Regions from separate parts of the Mus musculus genome. Here region 1 is linked to region 2. The links are chromatin contacts, called in public HiChIP or PLAC-seq maps. All regions are on one chromosome and are shown on one strand. Each heading gives the region's core, a stretch centred on a gene start, on an enhancer-like site or on the middle of the called end of the contact. The rest is flanking DNA. Distances are from core to core; before and after follow the strand shown.

Region 1 (4,458 bases), core at 146-2,645, 140 kb after region 2:
ACTATTCATGGGTCAGAACTGCATGCTTGCATGATGGGTGAGCGCTTTACCTAGTGGGCTATCTCCCCAGGCCTTTACCTGAAGCACCCCTCCCGCCCCCCACCACACCAAACAGGGTTTTTCTGTGTAGCCCTGGTTGTCCTGGAACTCACTCTGCAGACCAGGCTGGCCTCAAACTCAGAGATCCGTCTGCCTCTGCTTCCCTGATGCTGGGATTAAAAGCGTCCACCACCACTGTCCAACTCTTTACCTGAAATTTTAAAGCTTCGATCTAAAACCAGTTGAGAAATACTGTAGCCTTATTGCTTTCCCAGAGAGTGCTGGACACTCGTATGTGGGAAAGAACCAGTTGTAAGAGAGACCCCTGAGTCACAGCTGAATTCGAGTGTTCTTTCTGCACCACCCCCAACTGGAAATTGCTTGCATGCCTCCTGTGATGCTGGGTTCATTGCTGGAGCTGCTAGCACCCTCTTCTCTAATTTCAGGGGCCTGACTTGTCCTCTGCAGTTGGGCTGCTTTATCTCCTGTACAGGACAGCCCCTTGGCACTAAAAATAGCATCCATGGTTCCTTTCAGTGTTTTCTTTGTTTTTAAATTCGATTTTAAACATCCTTAGCTCTTCTGTGGCCTGTGTTTGTCTGAATTCTAGATTCAGGCCTGCCTCTGCTTCCCCCCTCTGCACTGCTGGGTTGTCTGGACCAGCCGTGCTGAGACACTGTCCCCTGGGCTGAGCATGAGTGTGAGTTACACTCCTTGGCACATACTGAGCTTGCAGTCTTTGAGTTCTGTCCTCCAAAGACTGGAACCACCCAGCTGTGCCATCAGGGGTTTGAGCCTGACAGCAGACATTCATATTTGCTGGTGGTATAATATCATCTTATTAGTTTAAGTTCCTTGTTCAAGGATAACTTGAAAACTTACTCTTTGTCCCTTCTTAAGGATTCTCTACAGTTGTTGTTGTTGTTGTTTTAATCGTGTAAAATCTTCATTTACTTTATTTGGCCATGCTAAGGATGAAATGTAGGGGTCTCATGCGTGGAGCTGTACTCCTGTACAAGCTGAAGTTGGATCACTGTGCCATCTGTGTGCCCAGAAGGTTATCAGAAGTCGTTTTTTTAAGAGCTTGGCAGGTTTTCTGAGGTGAGTTTGCACAGAATGATGAGGTAAAGATAGATGAACTCCCGAGAGAGCTTTCTGTTGGGATCAATAAGGGTGACCAGGGCTAGGCTTTCTGGTATGCAATTGGCTGGGTAAAACAGGTAAAGACCCACCCAGTGTCACCCGTGCGTCAGAGCCTGCCACCCATGACGAGGCAGGAAGACAAATACTGATAGCGTCTGGCCACCAGAGCCCATTGTTTTCTGTGCAGCCTCTGTGACAAGGACCCAGGATGTGGAAGAGAGGACGTCACACAAAAGCCTCAGTGCCCATTGTGATGAGGTATCAGGACTCCTAAGCCAGAGCAGAGCAGTTGATCCGGGTGCCTTTAGCCTCCCAGAAGCAAGAAAAAGAAGCCACTGGGGGTGCGAGGTGTGGGTGTTCAGAGGGAGAGCCCTGCCATGCTGTCTGGGGCCAGGGCTGCTGGGAGTTTGAAACGTTTTTTCATCTTGGGCACCTTCCCTGTGCTCACTTCTCAGAGGTCACAGACTCCTGAGAATCAAAAGAGCCAGGCTGAGGCTGGGGATCACTGAGGCTCACAGCTAGTGGCCTGGGTTTATCCCATGGGGCTAGTGTGAATCAGTTCCAGTGGGGCCGCTGCAGAACACAGAATGTAGCTTTATCTAAGAGCCATCCAAACTCAGCTCCCTGTGTGCACGTGCATTCATCTCCCTCTTCTTGCAGCTGCACCCAGCCATTCTCTCTGCAAGAGTGCCCAGGTGACAAGTTCTGATGCTGGGGTACCCCACCCAGGTCCTGGAAGAGATTCAGCCACAGGAACTGAGGTGATTTGGAAGCCCTGAGAGGGGACCATTCTTAGATTTCTAGTATAGTTGTGGAAAAGGCTGAGAGCAGACACCACACCAGGTAAAGATGAGGTAGAGGACAAAAGTGGGAACCCCCTGGAACCAGGGAGCTATAGGCACTATCGGTCAAACATCAGCCCCCCCCCCCCCCCGAGATGTTCTGGGCTCTGCCTGTGGCAGTGGTCCCAGCCTTAGGACTCCCTAGCTTCACAACCTAGTCCTGAAGCTGTGGACCACAGAATACCTTTTCCTGTCACCACCGAGACCTGCCTTTCCTCCTACAAAAGCCCTGTGGTCATAGTCGGAGACATTCTTACCATCTGCTGGACTTCAGAGTGCTGGTGGGAAGATCTGAACTCAGGCAAACAGGAGGCCAATGTTAAGACACTTACCTGGGGCCAATGAGGTGGCTTCAGCAGAGCAGGGTGATTGTCCTTGAGCTCCGTCTGCAGAAGCTACATGAAGGTAAAGGAGCAAGCCTGACTGGTGACGTTCTCTTCTGACTTCCACCCTCCTCCTAACAACAACAACAACAACAGTAGATACAATTTAAGAGCACTGTGCAGAGCTAACACTCTTGTCTACTTAGTTAAGTTAAGCTTGACTGCCATTACAGACACTGTCTCCATCACTGGCCTATTGATGTGAAGAAAGACCATGACCAAGGCAACTCTTATAAAAGAAAACATTTCATTTGGGGCTGGTTTACAGTTCCCGAGGTTTAGTCCCTCATCATCATGGTAGGCATCATGGCACCGGAGCAGTGGCTGGGAGCTACTTCCTGGTATAGGGCATACATCCATATGCCCAATTTTAATTATTAGTTTATATTCTGTTTGTGCATTTATTTGTTCAATACAGAGTCTCATGTAGTCTGGGATCCAGCCCACTAGGTAGCTGAGAATGGCCTTGAACACCTCCTGATCTCTAGCCTCTATCTCCCAAGTGTGGGCTTGACGATGCGAGCCGCGGCTCCCAGGTTGTAACTCCTTTTCTTCACAAATTATTATTTGACATCGTCTTATCCATTCAAGTGTGGGCCTGTGGACTTTCTTGAGATAGGATCATATTTTGTTGTTATGGCTGACATGAAACTTGCTACATAGGCCAAGCTAGTCTCAACCTAGTGGCAAAGCTCCTGCCTTGTCCTCTTGGATGCTGAGATCACAGAAGGCTACCAACCACCTCACCCAGCCTTCACGTTAGTTTGCAGAGTTGAATTATTTATCTTACAATTTCCCAAATCTCACTAATTTTCACTAAATCAGCGTGAATGCAAATCCTCAGTTGTGGAGAAAAATACAAGGTGAGTGGATCTCTGAGGTTTCCAAGGGCCTGTTTCTGCACTGGGCCTCTGGGCTACAATGGGGTGAAGGCAGCCATTGCCTTCTCTGTGCCGTCTCAGGAAGCAGAGGCAGAAGGGAAGAAAGCTCTTGGCCCCAGCCCTGCCAGAATCACTCAAATGGATGAGTCTTGTCTTCCTGAAAGTGAAGGCCCCAACACAGAAGAGAACTATCCAGCTGCCTTCTTGGGTGGGGATTTCATAGCCCTCCGAAAGCCTCTGGCACCTTCTCTTCTTGCCTTGGCTCTGTTTCCTTCTTTGCTGAGGGTCCTATTTGTCAGAGCAGAAGGGAATTGCATCAGGCAGTTTTGAATCAGACAAAACAAAAATAAGTGGCAGCTTTCTTGGGGAAAAGTAATGCCGAGTTTTGATTTGCTTTGTTTTGCCACTCCTGACTTATTAGGCAGAGCCCAGTAAGTTAGGGGAGGCTGGCCAGAATTTCAAAACACAGAAGAGGGAATAGCACTTTGAACATCCGTGGGACAGGGATGGGCAGGGAAGCCGTGCGCTGGCCAGGCTGGGTACTCCCCCTGCAGGTGGGAGAGCTGGAAGACCAGCAAGCTAAGTCTGCAGGGTGAGGGAGCATGCAGGAACGGTGATGGAGGCGGAACAAGAACATACGCCAAGCAGTGTAAAGAATAATAACCAGGGACAGGTAATGACAAACACAACGGAGTGCTGTCTGTAACCTCTGCTGACTGAGACCCTCCAGATCCAGCAGGAACTGAAGCACAGCCCTTGACTTTGTAGTGCCTGAGCAGGGTTCTCAGCCTGTGGGTCACAACCTCCAGGGTTACATATCAGATATTTACATTATCATTCATAGTGGTAACAAACTTACAGTTACGAAGTAGCAACAAAAGTAATTTTGTGGGTAGGGGGTCAGCACAATATGAGGAACTGTTTTACAGGGTAGCTGCATCAGGAAGGTTGGGAATTGCTGAGCTAGGGTAGTAACTGCTAGGCAGTTACATAGGATCTGTTATCTCTCCATTCTGCAGCTGATGAGACTGGGGCACAGCTTGGTTGACTCTCCCACACTCTTTGAGCTCAGATTGGACTTAGGGGCCCCTACTCCTGATTGAGCTAATGTAAAACTGTACCTCCCTCCCTTTGACGAGAAGCGGGATCTGGCCTGGACGTTGAGAGCCA
Region 2 (4,649 bases), core at 1,757-4,256:
CCGCGCTGCACCAGCTCATGCTGGACTGTTGGGTGCGGGACCGGAACCTCAGGCCCAAGTTCTCTCAAATCGTCAACACACTAGACAAACTTATCCGCAATGCTGCCAGCCTCAAGGTCACCGCCAGTGCCCCATCTGGGTTAGTATCCTGGCTCCCACAGGCTGGCAACCCTAACCCTACTCCCTAGCTCCATGGATGCACCAGGTCACTCTTTTTTTTTTGTCACAGCATGTCCCAGCCCCTCCTGGACCGCACAGTCCCAGATTATACGACCTTCACGACAGTGGGTGACTGGCTAGATGCCATCAAGATGGGGAGGTATAAAGAGAGCTTTGTCGGTGCTGGGTTTGCATCCTTTGACCTGGTGGCCCAGATGACTGCAGAGTAAGTGTACCGCTCAAGGTGCAGGCTCTGGGCAGGAACTCTGGCTGAGCCCAGCGTCGCGGGTAGAAGGGAGGGACTGAGTACCATTTTTTTCTGTCTCTAGAGATCTGCTAAGGATTGGGGTCACTTTGGCTGGGCACCAGAAGAAGATCCTCTGCAGTATCCAGGACATGCGGCTGCAGATGAACCAGACCCTGCCTGTGCAGGTCTGACACTCAGCTCCAACGAGGGGGGGGTGCCCCCCCAGGACTGCACAAGGATTCTGACCAGCCAGCTGGACTTTTGGATGCCTGGCCTCTGGCTGTGGCCCAGAAGATGGAAGTTTGGGGGAGGACCCTAGCTGTGACTTCTCCAGGCCTGTGCTCCCTCCCAGGAAGTGTGCCCCAAACCTCTTCATATTGAAGATGGATTAGAAGAGGGGGTGATGTCCCCTCCCCAGATGCCTTGGGGCCCAGGCCTGCCTGCTCTCCAGTGGGGAGTCTTCACAACTCAGATTGGGCTGCGCTTCAGTAATGGACGTCCTGGTAGGGTCAGGTGGGGATAAGCCTGGGTTCTTCAGGCCCCAGCCCTGGCAGGGGTCTGACCCCACCAGGTAAGCAGAGAGTACTCCCTCCCCCAGGAAGTGGAGGAGGAGACTCTGGGGATGGGGAGATATGGTGCCCCATCCTGAAGCCAGCTGGTACCTCCAGTTTGCACAGGGACTTGATGGGGGCTGAGGGCCCTGCCTACCCTTGGTGCTGTCATAAAAGGGCAGGCAGGAGCAGGCTGAGAAGCAGCCTGTGCCTCCCAGAGACTGACTCAGAGAGCCAGAGACTGTGTGTGTGTGTGTGTGTGTGTGTGTGTGTGTGTGTGTGTGTGTGTGAAAGACGGGGGTGGGGGTATGTATGTGTGTGTTGTGCACATGCTTGCCTGCACAGAGAGCATGAGTGTGTACAAGCTTGGCCCTGTGCCCTGTAGTGGGGCCAGCTGGGCAGACAGCAAAATAAAGGCAATAAGATGACTCTTGCCCCTGCTCGTTCTTCCTCCCAAAGCAGGTTTCCTTGATTTCCTCATGTCAGTGAGGGAACTAGGGGGCTGCTAGACCTTCACAACTTCCTGGGGGTCAGTGGGAAACTACAGCGAGGCTATCCAGGCCCGATTTCTCCTGTAGTTCAGCCCCATTGCTTTGAGCATCTAATAGAGTTCTCAGAAGTTCCTTGTTTCTGGGGCTGGGGGACAGGCTCTGGAGTCTGCGTGGTGTTCTGTAGAGTCCCTGAGGGAGAGCTAGAGGGTTAATCACTCCCCAGGGTCTCAGTATGGCTCCTCTTCCTTCACTAAGCACTGAGTGCACCCAGTCTTGGAGCCAAAGCCAATTTTACATCCACATCTTATTTCAACTCAGTAACCCAGCCAGGAGAAGAGGGAGATGTTTAGTAAGTTGGCCACAGTTCCCATCCAGCACTAGAGCCAGAGGCTGGAAACCCCTGTCTATAGACAGCCTGGAGAGGCTTGGGAGATGCATATCAAGAGTCCGGAAGAGGTCTGAAGTCTCTGGAGTCAAAGGAAGACTTGTGCGTGTCAGGATATGGAAATGAAAAGGGACATCCATGATCCTGGGTAATGGAATGGGCTGGAGGAAGTGAGTGTATGCACCCTGGGTCTGTTTTAACCAGTGGTGGCAGGGTGAGAGTGCAGGGGAGGACACCCTCACAGGGAGAGATGCAGGTCCCTTTGGACCAACAAACAGAAGCGGGCAGGGTATAACAGATGCAGTCCTCCCAGAGTAACCATAGGTGCTGCCTAGAAGAGCTTTCTGAAATATCTGTGAATCCTAACTTAGAGTGCCCTTCACTGGGAGGGACCAGGAAGGCCTAGTAACATGGGCATGTACAAGGGTTGTCAAGTGTGGCCACCTCAGTCTGGTGTTTCTGGCTCCTCCTGGGTCCCTTCACCAACCCCTGGCAGACAGGTTCTCAAGACTGCCTCTCTACCCCTTGCATTCGGTGCCCAGAGTCCTGCAGTACATACTCACCGTGAGGGGGGTGCACCCACAACGTGGATCCTCAGTAGCCCCCATGCTCCAGGGAGGGGGTGGGCAGGAGCTCCCCAGTCATCTTCCAGTGCTGTCGTCAGTGGTGTGGGCATAGGGGTACAGGAGAAGGGATGTGGGCATGGTTGCCATTCCCTTGCTGAGAGTTCACAGGTCCCAAGCCTGCTTCCTACTCTTGGGAGGGTGGCCCTCTGGATCAGTGAGAGGTCTGTGGCTCCTGTCTCCTGGGTAATTTTTCCATTGTCCCACCCCACACAATGCTGACTGTGGAGATCCACTCAGAGCGAGGCCAGGATCTGCAGGGTGGACTGGAGCCTAAGGCTAGAGGTGCTCAAGTGCTCTTCCAGCTCCGTCCAGCCCACTGAAGCCTGCATGATTTCTTTCTTTATGGGGGTATGAATGTCTTCCCCTGTCTTCCCACAGTCTCCTGCCACTGTCAGCCAGAGTACATGCACGTACTCTAAGCCTATTCCATTATCCACACACCACTTACATTACCCGTTTTCATGCCCTCAGTCTGTCCACCCTAGCCCCCCTCTTAGCCTGGGTACCTGCAGGGTTTCCCAGGACTCAGAAATAATGAGGGGAGGGGCCTGCAAGAGTCACTGCATTCCTGCCAGCTGATAGAGCCAACTGGTATTTTGTCTAGAGAGCTGGGATGTATTCAGACCCTAGAACCTCAGAACAAAGTAGTGAGGGAAGCAGGGTCTTGGCAGAGGAAGAGAGAGCACCCCAGGAGGGGTCCAGCTTCCCTACAGGCAGATAAGGAGTAGGGGGGGATGGAGTTCTCAGTCTGTCTAGTCTTCCGTTAATTACACACTCTGGGGCAGATTAGCTCTCCCCAGTCAATGATTTAAAAGAGAAGCCAGTGGGGAAGAGGGGAGAGGCAGGCCCTTTCCTGCTGAGGCCAGGTGCTGAGTAAGACCTGGGGTAGTGTAGTGTAGTAGGAAGCGCAGCCTACACAGAGCCCAGGCCGGGTGTGGAGCAAAAAACATCCTCTCTCTCTCTCTCTCTCTCTCTCTCTCTCTCTCTCTCTCTCTCTCTCTCTTCTCTCTCTTCTCTTTCCCTCTTCCTCCCCCCCCCACACACACACACAGACACACACACACAGACACACACAACGTGACCTAGGCAGGTTGACATCAGAGCCGTCCATCATCTGTAAGAAGTATATGAATCTTTCTATCCCATGAAAATGTTACAAATGCCCAATCGTATTAATAAATGTAACATCTGTATGATGGTACGTGCTAAGAAATGTTAGCTCCTTTTTATTGTTGCTATTATTTATTAATGTGAAACTTGAAGGAAATATAGAAGCCGTCAGAAGTGAATAGTACTTGGTTTGTAACAGTCAAATACAGCAAGGCCCTGGGAGTGATGCCAGCCTCAGTCTTGGGAGGAAAAGATGAAAAAGCTAAGGAGCAAGGAAAGGTGGGACTGAGGGACACAGAGGTACAGGATTCGCCCAGCCCTGCCCCTGGGTGAGTTGCTGGGACCTGAGTAGTTTAAAGTCAGTAAGAGTTTAAAAGATGGTGAAGGGCAAGTTGCTGAGGGTGGAGCTGTAGGGACTCATTCCTCAAGCATTTGTTGGGTGTCTGCTACCACACTGCAGTACTGGGATGGGCACTAAACACACAGAGAAGCGAGGGGAACCAAATGCTTGCAGGAACCAAGAGAACGGCAGGAATGAGATTCAAACAACCACAGAAAGGGCTGCCCATGATTACAAGTCAAGAAACGCCACAGAAGGCAAGTTGAGGTTTGTGGAACCCCATCAGCAAGGCTGGGGGCTCTCACCAGTTATGGGATGCCCAGCAGAGGGAGCTGGGACCCCCCATGACCATCAGGGTGCTTCTGTGTGTCCAACCTTCTAGTGTCTGACCTTGAGTATTCTCCATCCATACCCTCATTTACTTATTCAGTGCACACCTGTGGCACAGGTGGGGGTGTGGCTCCCTCTACAAACCAGTTCTAGTTCCAGTGAGGGAGCTAAGAACTGGGGCCACCCACTTCTGTCTGCCTAGAGTGCCAGTCATGAGCATTTGATCCAACAATCTCAGCCTCCCTTGGGCCTGCCACTTGGCTTTTGTTGCCTTCTGCTCTACATCAGGGTTATAAGGAACATTTGTCCATGACTTTCTGAGTACATATTTCTATTCTCTCTGTGGAAACACTCACAGGGGGGGCCCACGGTGCAAGAGGCAGTCATTAGCAAGGCCCAAATCAGATTGC

Evidence for each region. HiChIP or PLAC-seq counts read pairs in DNA pulled down with a chosen protein or histone mark.
Region 1: an H3K27ac HiChIP or PLAC-seq map of extraembryonic endoderm stem cells shows a contact between it and region 2. The contact joins two enhancer-like sites. A contact is called at or near these places in 1 of 39 promoter capture datasets (Sertoli cells), 1 of 15 datasets of contacts at CTCF or cohesin (the NIH/3T3 cell line), 6 of 484 Hi-C or Micro-C datasets (DN3 thymocytes, the G1E-ER4 cell line, the N1E-115 cell line and 3 more), 21 of 115 datasets of contacts at active chromatin or transcription factors (bone marrow-derived macrophages, craniofacial prominence, embryonic basal ganglia and 14 more) and 3 of 9 other capture datasets (adipose tissue, liver and pancreatic islet).

The regions. Positions count from the first base shown.
Region 1 is chr16:21,363,801-21,368,258 of GRCm38.p6, forward strand. No RefSeq gene overlaps it. Among named protein-coding and RNA genes, the nearest start is that of Gm36224, 26 kb to the right of the region's middle. Within about 2 kb of position 1,396, at least 15 of the 459 cell types and tissues checked have an H3K27ac peak or open chromatin away from gene starts, as enhancers often do. A contact at or near this core is called in extraembryonic endoderm stem cells, where this site is marked.
Region 2 is chr16:21,221,920-21,226,568 of GRCm38.p6, forward strand. Ephb3 (Eph receptor B3) reads left to right here. Exons shown (of 16, transcript NM_010143.1): 14 at 1-139; 15 at 230-385; 16 at 489-1,385. The coding sequence ends at 597. Among named protein-coding and RNA genes, the nearest start is that of Ephb3, 19 kb to the left of the region's middle. Within about 2 kb of position 3,007, at least 18 of the 459 cell types and tissues checked have an H3K27ac peak or open chromatin away from gene starts, as enhancers often do. A contact at or near this core is called in extraembryonic endoderm stem cells, where this site is marked.